Regions from separate parts of the Mus musculus genome. Here region 2 is linked to region 1. A link is a contact called in public Hi-C data. All regions are on one chromosome and are shown on one strand. Each heading gives the region's core, a stretch centred on a gene start, on an enhancer-like site or on the middle of the called end of the contact. The rest is flanking DNA. Distances are from core to core; before and after follow the strand shown. Region 1 overlaps Cntn5 (contactin 5). Region 2 holds the start of Cntn5 (contactin 5).

Region 1 (4,149 bases), core at 1,050-3,549:
TAGCAGAATTATTGTGTTAGCAATGCTTGTATTCAGATTGAGCTCATCTCACACATTCCACCCATTTGTTGCTATAGGGTGTCTACTATTTGCCACAGTGTAATGTTGGTCCTTGCTATGGTAAAACCTCAGTGCACTCCACAGTGTAACCTCAGGCCTCTTTATTTTCTATTTTAATCAGGGTTTCATTCTGCTCAGATAGGCCTTCAATTTGTGATCTCTCCACCTCACCCTCTGGCACAGAAAGCACCACAGGACTCAAGCTTGAATTTTTCTTCTGGGCTTGAATTTTTCACTTTAAATGATATTTAGCCATTAAAGAATCATTTTTATAATTTTAATGAGCTACCTTCTGTTGATTGTCAGTTTTCTTTTTGAGATAAACTGTCACTTAAATGGAGGCTGACATTGATGTCACTGTGTAGCAAAATGGCCCTGAATTCGTGGCAATCCTCCTGCCTCAGCCTTCTGAGAAAAGGATTACTGGTGTGTAGCCGAAGACTACCTGAGTAGTGTATCTCCTAACACTGTAATAGGCCATACAAACTTCTCTGACAGAGCTCATTTACACTCACATTTTACAAATAACCTTAATATAAGATTCAAATTGTATGGGAAAAGAACATCAGGTCTCAGAATACTAGTCCTTGTATTTCTCTTTCGAGAACTAAGCGGGCCAACTGTCTTCACTGTGGTTCTATTGCTGTGAAAAGACACTATGACCAAGGTAACTTTCATAAGAGAAAAGCATTTAATTGGGGCTTCCTTATACTTGTAGAAATTTGGTCTATTGTCTTGATGATGGGAAGCATAGGGGCAGGCAGACATGGTGCTCAATAAGTAGCTGAGGGTTCCATATCTGAATCCACAGGTAGCAAAGAGCGATAGACAATGGGCTTGGCTTGGGCTTTTGAAACCTCCAAGTTGACCCCCAGTGACACACTTCCTTCATCAAGGTCATGCCTTCTAATCCTTCTCGGGTTGCATTTAAATGTATGTACCTAAGTGTCCTTTCTATTTAAATAACCACATTACAATATAAAAATATCTATAGAAGAACACACAAACACACAGCCCACACAAACACACACACAAAACACAGAAACATACACACATGCCAAAGTCAGACAAATGGATAACAGAAAGACATACATGACACTTGTGGATTTCCTTTCTCATTGTTGAGGTAGCAGACATTTGTTCCTATGAAATAGCAGAGATGGCTCAGTACATGAGAACATTTGCTATGTGAGCACTGGGACCTGAGTTTGGATACCAGTATTCATGTTAAAAATAAATAAATAAAATCCAAACATGGCCATACACTCAGCAAGCACTGTGGAGTCCTGAGGCAGGAGGATAACTGGGACTTGCTGCCTTCTAGCTTAGTTCTGTGTTTAATGAGACATCATGTCTCAAAGGAATACTATGGAGAGTGAGATGAGATAGAGGAAGTCCTCATACACATACCTGTGCATCACACATGCACACACATATACACAGGGACAGACAGACAGAGAGGCAGACAGACAGAGACAGAGAGAGACAGACAGAGACAGAGAAAATATTTTCAAAAGAAAAAAAAAACCTTCTCAGAAAACAGTGTTCCAATGCCATCTTTAACTTTCTTCTGGGTTTTCTGCACATCACTTCTTAGTGGAAATTTTTTGACATAAAAACATGGAAGAACTAGATTTTTTCCATGTTATTTGAGATGCACATAAAAATTAGCCTGAGCTATTTTGTTGGATGGCAATCTTTTAGGGATTTATTTTAATCCCAAGTGAAATAATTAGTAGTTCATACAATGAGAAATGAGTTGACACTAATTGTGATTGACATTACTATTATTTATATGCTTATTTTAAATTATCTGGCATGCAAAAGGAGGGGAAAGGATATGTAAGTCTATCTGTATTATTCTTACATGCCACACATGTTCCTGAAATTTAGACAAACACTATCTAAACTTATTCCTTGCATTAGTCTGTTTCTCGGTTTTATCTTCATTTGCAGATTAATGAAATGCAGAGAGGTTAAAGTCAGTGTCAAGTGTGCGAGGTGCCTCACACTCTTCCTTATACACAGAGTCAGCCACTGATCTCTGTCAGAGCTTCCCAGGGAACGCCTTAATGTCAGCCTGCCTTTGGCTTGGCCCGCTTGCTGCCTTTGACCTTTCTGTGTTTGGCTTAGACATGGAAATTGTTTTCCCTGGAAAAGGCAGATCTCCCTCACAGGCTTTCTATTCCTGTGGCTCGAAGGGATCACTTGACTCTCTGCTTCCCTCTCCATATCTCCATCTTCTTAGTCTGCATAACTTGGCAGCCTCTTCCAGCCTCTGTGCAATTTGGTCCCATTCATCATGTGAGCCTTATTTTTAAATGCTCTCATTCTATTTTTTCCTGAGACTTCTCATCAATTCCAAGATAATTAAAGCTTAGGACTTATTTTCTGCTCCTCTCTATCCAAGTATTTTTTCACCTGCCTTCCTCTGCCTCAAGCTTGCTCTGCCTTTAACTGCCAGTTTGTCATCATGGTAAGGTGAGCTAGGCATATACCACTGTTTTATGGAGATCTTACTAATGGGCACTTTCTGAGATCTGATGACTTCTATACATGAACTAAAAGAGTTTAATCCATGCAATCTGCCACAGACCACCTTAGTCTAGGATATGAATTAACATGCATGCTTTAAAATCTTATATTTTTAATTGTGATTTTTTGTAATGACTGGAGACATGTCATTTAATATTCACATCCAGTAAAGGAATGTTGCTCTACAATAAGCTCCATCAGCACCTCTGCATGGAAAGAGTTAAGAATAAATTCAGGGTGTCCCAAGGAAATTTAGTCAAGGACATTTTAGAGTTTGACAATTATAATATGATTCATCAAAAATGCTTCCTTTCAAGTATATGTACATCTTTCAACAGTTCCAAATATCCAAAGGTGAGTCAGGTTTGTGTAGTTGAATTGATTACTGAACCTTGCACCCATGAGGGTCTCCATGAAGTCAGGGCTCACACTAACTCAGCATAGAAGTCAGCAGGACCCAGTAATCTTTCCACTTTCATCCTCAGCGCTGCAGCTATAGAAAAGTGCAGGATACCTGGCTTTAAAGTAACCTAGGCAACACTAATTCTCGTGTTCATGATTCTGAAACAAGTACACTTAATTGCTGAGCCATGGCTCTCTCTTTAATACTTATATGTTAATGTAAATTAAAATTTCATTTATTGAAATTCTGTTTTATATGGATATTGTGATGGTTGTTCCTTCCTATCGTCAACTGCATCTGGAATTAACTAAAAACTCAAACCTCTGGGTAAACCTCTATAGGACTTTTTTAGTTAATAGGATAGTTTGAGGTAAGAACACCCATCTTTAATCCAAATCATTTGAAGTGGAAAGATCTGCCCTTTCATCTAGGACATACCTTCTCATGTCTGACAAGAGAAAAAGCAGGTTTGCTCTTTGCCTGCTGGCCTTGCTCTTGTTTCACTGGCATTAAAGCCTACTTCTTGAGGATTCTGAGATCTGCTAAATACCAGTTAAGACATCTAGCCCTCTGGACTACTGTAGTATTGGACTTTTTGTTGAGATATAACTGTTGTTAGACTAGCTGGACCACAGCTATAAGCAATCCTAATACATTTCCTCTGAACATGTACATTCTATCAGTTCTGTTTCTCTAGAGAACCATGAATAATGCAGATATCATCTAGAGTAAATCAATATCTGATCAGTTAAATCCCAGAAAGAGAAAGAAAGGGGGGGGGCAGAGACAGAGAGACAGAGAGATAAACAGACAAAGAACAGAAAGACAAAGACAGGGTAGGCATGTCAAGACATTAGTTTATCACTCGATGGATATGCAGATGAGTCTGGCAACACAGATAAAAATGCAGCATTTTGTCCCATCAATAGAGTCGATATGCCCTGATTCATGAGCTAACTGGATGGATGCAAATTCTTCTGCCAGGGACCATGCATTTAATATGCTTTTGTCCCCAAAGAACCTGCAGAAGGCCAGAATGTAAGTGGGTAGTCAATAAATAATTTACTCTTTTTCCCTTCCTACATCTACACCCCTGAGCTGCTTTCAATGACTTCTCTGCCATTTGTACAGTCACCTTTTGTGCCAGTTCA
Region 2 (4,149 bases), core at 426-2,925, 450 kb before region 1:
AGGCTGTAAGTGGTCAGTTATAACAAACATTGATAGCTAAAACCTCATTGTACAATTTTTGAAAAAGCTTTAAAGCTTTTAGATTCAGAATCTAGTCTGCAGTATATTTAAAGAGCTTATAAAACTCTGGAGATTCTTTCCCCTAAACAACAGCCTGCTGTAGGCATTGAGCCAACATAGCAGAGAAGCCGCCCAGAAAACTTGCCTCTCCCAAACTATCCCTCGGTTAACACATAAGGAAAATAACCTAATTACTGGAAAGCATGAACAAGAAAATAAAAAGTATGGAAGGGTAGAGAAGCATTAAATGCAAATACACATTAATTGTCTTTGCTGTGGAGAAAGAAGCGAATCTACATCCTGAGGGTACCCATTCAATAAAGTCTTGATGTTTGCATAACATGTGCAAAGAGCCAAGGACCAGGAAAACGACTAATTTTAATTACCAGGAAAGCTGTAAGAACGGGATCAGAGAGCTCCAGTGGTATCTTGGCTTCCAGCTACTGGCTCTGTGCTCCTTGCCAATTACAGCCTCTCGCAGCCACTGGGGGCAAAAGCCATGCGGAGAGGATCCATCCAGATGAACGCAGGCTTGGGCTGGACGCACACACATGTGAATAGCGTGTGCCTCCTGGTTCAGGTGCAGCCCAAAGCTCACGCAGAGTTCCAAGTGTAGATAGGCTGGCAGAGAAGAGAGTATGTGATTCCAGACTTGTCACGTACAGGTGCAAGCCACATGGAGTTGGAGACAAAATGTATGTAACAAAATGTATTTCATAAATACTGGATTACCACCACACACATGAAACTGGAGCACTCAAAGACAGGGAAAGTGGAGAAACCTGAAGAACAATGACACTAAAGCTGTCACCGCAGATTTACTATCTAGGCAATTTTTTTTTTTTTTCAACTCTGGACATTGTGATTTCCAATGTGATTTTTCTGGACACTGACATTTTCCGAAAAACAAAAACAAAAACAAAAACAAAACAAAAAGCAACAACAACAACAAAAAATAACAAACTGCTATTTCTTTTGCTGTTTCAGAGCTGACTCTAAACCACTACCCCACTCATCACTCCCAAGGACAAGTAATAACACCCCCTATCCCAGCACTCTTAGATGAAACTCGCATGTATACATAAAAAAAGAGAATTGCCTCCCAGTTAGAACCTAACCACACTCTCCCAAGTGCCAGTTCTGCTCTGGAGCCCACATAAGTGAATCTGAGCCTCTGGCTGTCTGAGCTATCAACACAGCCTGGCAATCAGCAGGGACAGTGGCAGGCCAAGGGAGGAAAGGACCCAGACTCTGCCAGCACTGTTAGCTCTCAGTGGAGAGGTGGCCAGGTATGGGAACAGCCTTCATGACTTTGGAGAGAAAAAGATGGGGAGGGAATCGGTTAGCAAGTGATGCCAGGGGAGTACCTTCTAAGAAAAGAAAGAAATCCAAAGCCCTGCTTGAGGCATACAGTCTTTTACAGGCAGGGACATGCTAAATGAGCCTTTGCAGCGCAAAGCAGTGAGGCGCCTGGCGACGGTGACAGCGCGGAGCGGGAGGGGCGCGGGCCACTCTGGGAGAGACCCAGCCAGTCAGGGCGCGCGGCGCGGGGCGCGTGGACGCATTGGAGCATCCGCGCGCGAGCCCGGAGCAGCAGCGGGAGGAGGCGCCCACTTGCACCTGCCTGCATCTCTCAACTACTCCGCCCCACGCAACTGATGGCAGCCAAGTGCCATTAAAGCTGGCAGTCAGGAGGATGCCTCACCTGGGTCCCTTCTGCTGGGAGAGGCAGGGCAAACCAGAGGAAAATTCCCAGTGAAGGACTCAGAACTCTGCGATTTCTCTTCTGTCACAGGCTGTGGAGCACCTAAGGAACTGCTCCACCTGAGGTGTGTCCAGGGCACGAGGATGGAAGATGAGGATTGAGAATCACCAAAATGAACAGAGGCAGCTGGCGTCTCATTGGTAAGTGGCTGGCATTCCTTCGCTGGTGATTGCTGCCTGTGATGCTGCACTTTGGTTCCCAGCCACTTAGGGTTTTTGACACAATCACTTCTGCAAAGCCATCCTTCCTCGTCGTGTTGCCAGAGGTAAAAACTGTTCATTGGTGCATGTTTAAAGACAGGGAAAACAGTGGGTTTTTGTTTGTTTGTTTGTTTTGTTTGTTTGTTTGTTTTTCTCTGCTGGGATTTGATGTTGAAAAGTTGAAGCAAGTGTAAAACCTATTGTATGTTTCATAAAGCCACCGGAAACAGGAGGAAAAAACTAGAAGCAAGTATGCTTTTTGGATGGCAAATGTCAGGAGGGATAAGAATATTTTCTTACCAAAGTAATAAAATGCTTTGGAAGACAAAAATGAAATGGTGTTGTCAGGTCATGGCTGAGAATCTCATAGACCGAATAACTGAGAATACAGACAGAATACCTGGGCATGTAGTGGTGCAATAACTTGTTAAAATGCAGGAGAGATGCAAGCAGAGTTCTGCAAAGTTTGGGAAACTGAGAAAAGTGGAACCTCGAATTATGCTGAGTGATCTCCCCCACGTGTTGTGCATAGATGTTTGCTGAATATATGTTCCCAGTTTCTTATTTTTATAGGGATGTGGGGAGAGTGTTTTCTCAATTTCTATGACTATGATGTTCAGTAAGCTGAGGATTGCTATGACAACCTGAAAATTTTTAGGTTGCTTAAATTTATTTTATTCCAAAAAGAAAAAGAATTCATCAATATTTCAGAATAATTTTATGTAAAATTAGCATAAGTAAGACAAAAGCATGGTAATTGTAGGACAGGTTTGCAAGAGAGCTTTAATAGTACGATGTGTGTGAGGCTTTACCCATACACAGCTCACATGCTTTTATGAAAAGAAGTCATTTAGGTAATTCAGCTCTCTGCTCTGATTCTGAGTCTTAGCCATGAGAAAGAAATGAAAACAGTAGCAAACCTTAAAATAGCAGTGTCATTTAAAAAAGAAACAATGAATTAAGCTTACAAAGTGTTGTAAATGTAATTGGTTGCTACTGGGCTGCAGCACACCTTCTGGATTACCTCTAAATGTCACTGCAAGCTATAAGTTCTGCATCCTGATTAACACCAAGACTAAACTGAGACTAAGACAGGAAGAAATGCTTGCAAAGTGTCAGTGGCCAGTGGTGAACAACTCACCTGTCGTGCTTCCCATAATTTCTCATTTCATGCTGGAAGCATTTTAGTATTTCACAGTGCAAAGCCTGAGTCTTAAGCTTGGCAGGCATGCTTATATTGATGAGATGATAAACAGTCAATGACTATATACAAATAGATTTTACAAAGTGGCTAAAACAGTGGATGTATTATGTAAAAAGTCACCTCAATCTAATTAGTGGTAGAAGGAATACAGTTAAGACTCAAAAGTTAAAACAATAAATGTAATATAGAAGAATTTTTTTGGACTAGTTATCTTAGTTGGAACACCAGATGTAAAAGAGGTTAGATAAACAGACTGCTCAGTGTAAAGACTGGTGTTTCGAATTAAGGAAGGGTAAACACCTTAATGTTACCTAAAACTTCTGAAAACTATCAGAGTATAAATTGTATTAGACCACTCTCTGGTTTCATATGCAAGCAAATAGAAAATTAGAAAACTTCGAAGTTAGAAAATGAAAATGAGTGCTATGATGAACTGAGTGTTCCACTTTGGCTTGATTCTGGGAGTTTCACGTACTTTTGAAAAGTATCTGGAAAGAAAGAGTTGTGGAATTTTTGAATGGATGGCTGATATACCTGAAAATTTCTCAAGGTTTGTAAAATTAGTTTGGCCATTAGGGAGCCTGAAACCTAGTAGTGACTGGGTAATAAATCAGAAAGAAAAGAAAAAAAAAACTTAAAATTTACAAATAGAACATACTTATTTTTTAAACATTATAAATCAGCTGTGCACCAAAATATTTTTAAACTGCACTTTAATTAGTTTAATTTAGTGGAAAATGTAACTTGTTTGTTATAGGTTTCTTTAAGTGTCCTTTTGTTTGATCATTTGTGGAACCTTTACTACCTCCAAGGTAGCAGGTAGGAGTGTGGCTTGCTGGTTAAGCTGACTTAGCAATTGGGAAGAGAGGGTGTCAGTGAAGGGCAGAGAGCTCATCAGAAGTTAGCAAGTGGGGGGTGTG

Evidence for each region. A called contact is a pair of places that touch in the nucleus more often than the background predicts.
Region 2: a Hi-C map of cortical neurons shows a contact between it and region 1, with 2.4 times the contacts expected there. The contact joins the promoter of Cntn5 here to the enhancer-like site in region 1. A contact is called at or near these places in 2 of 39 promoter capture datasets (both in hippocampal neurons) and 3 of 484 Hi-C or Micro-C datasets (cerebral cortex and cortical neurons).

The regions. Positions count from the first base shown.
Region 1 is chr9:10,456,276-10,460,424 of GRCm38.p6, reverse strand. All of the region lies in intron 2 of Cntn5 (contactin 5), which reads left to right. Among named protein-coding and RNA genes, the nearest start is that of Gm39289, 380 kb to the right of the region's middle. Within about 2 kb of position 2,299, at least 8 of the 459 cell types and tissues checked have an H3K27ac peak or open chromatin away from gene starts, as enhancers often do. A contact at or near this core is called in cortical neurons, where this site is marked.
Region 2 is chr9:10,902,301-10,906,449 of GRCm38.p6, reverse strand. It overlaps Cntn5 (contactin 5), which reads left to right and starts at 1,675. Exons shown (of 25, transcript NM_001170787.1): 1 at 1,675-1,965. Gm32710 (a long non-coding RNA gene) reads right to left here and starts at 2,005. Exons shown (of 3, transcript XR_001779092.2): 1 at 1,766-2,005; 2 at 447-681.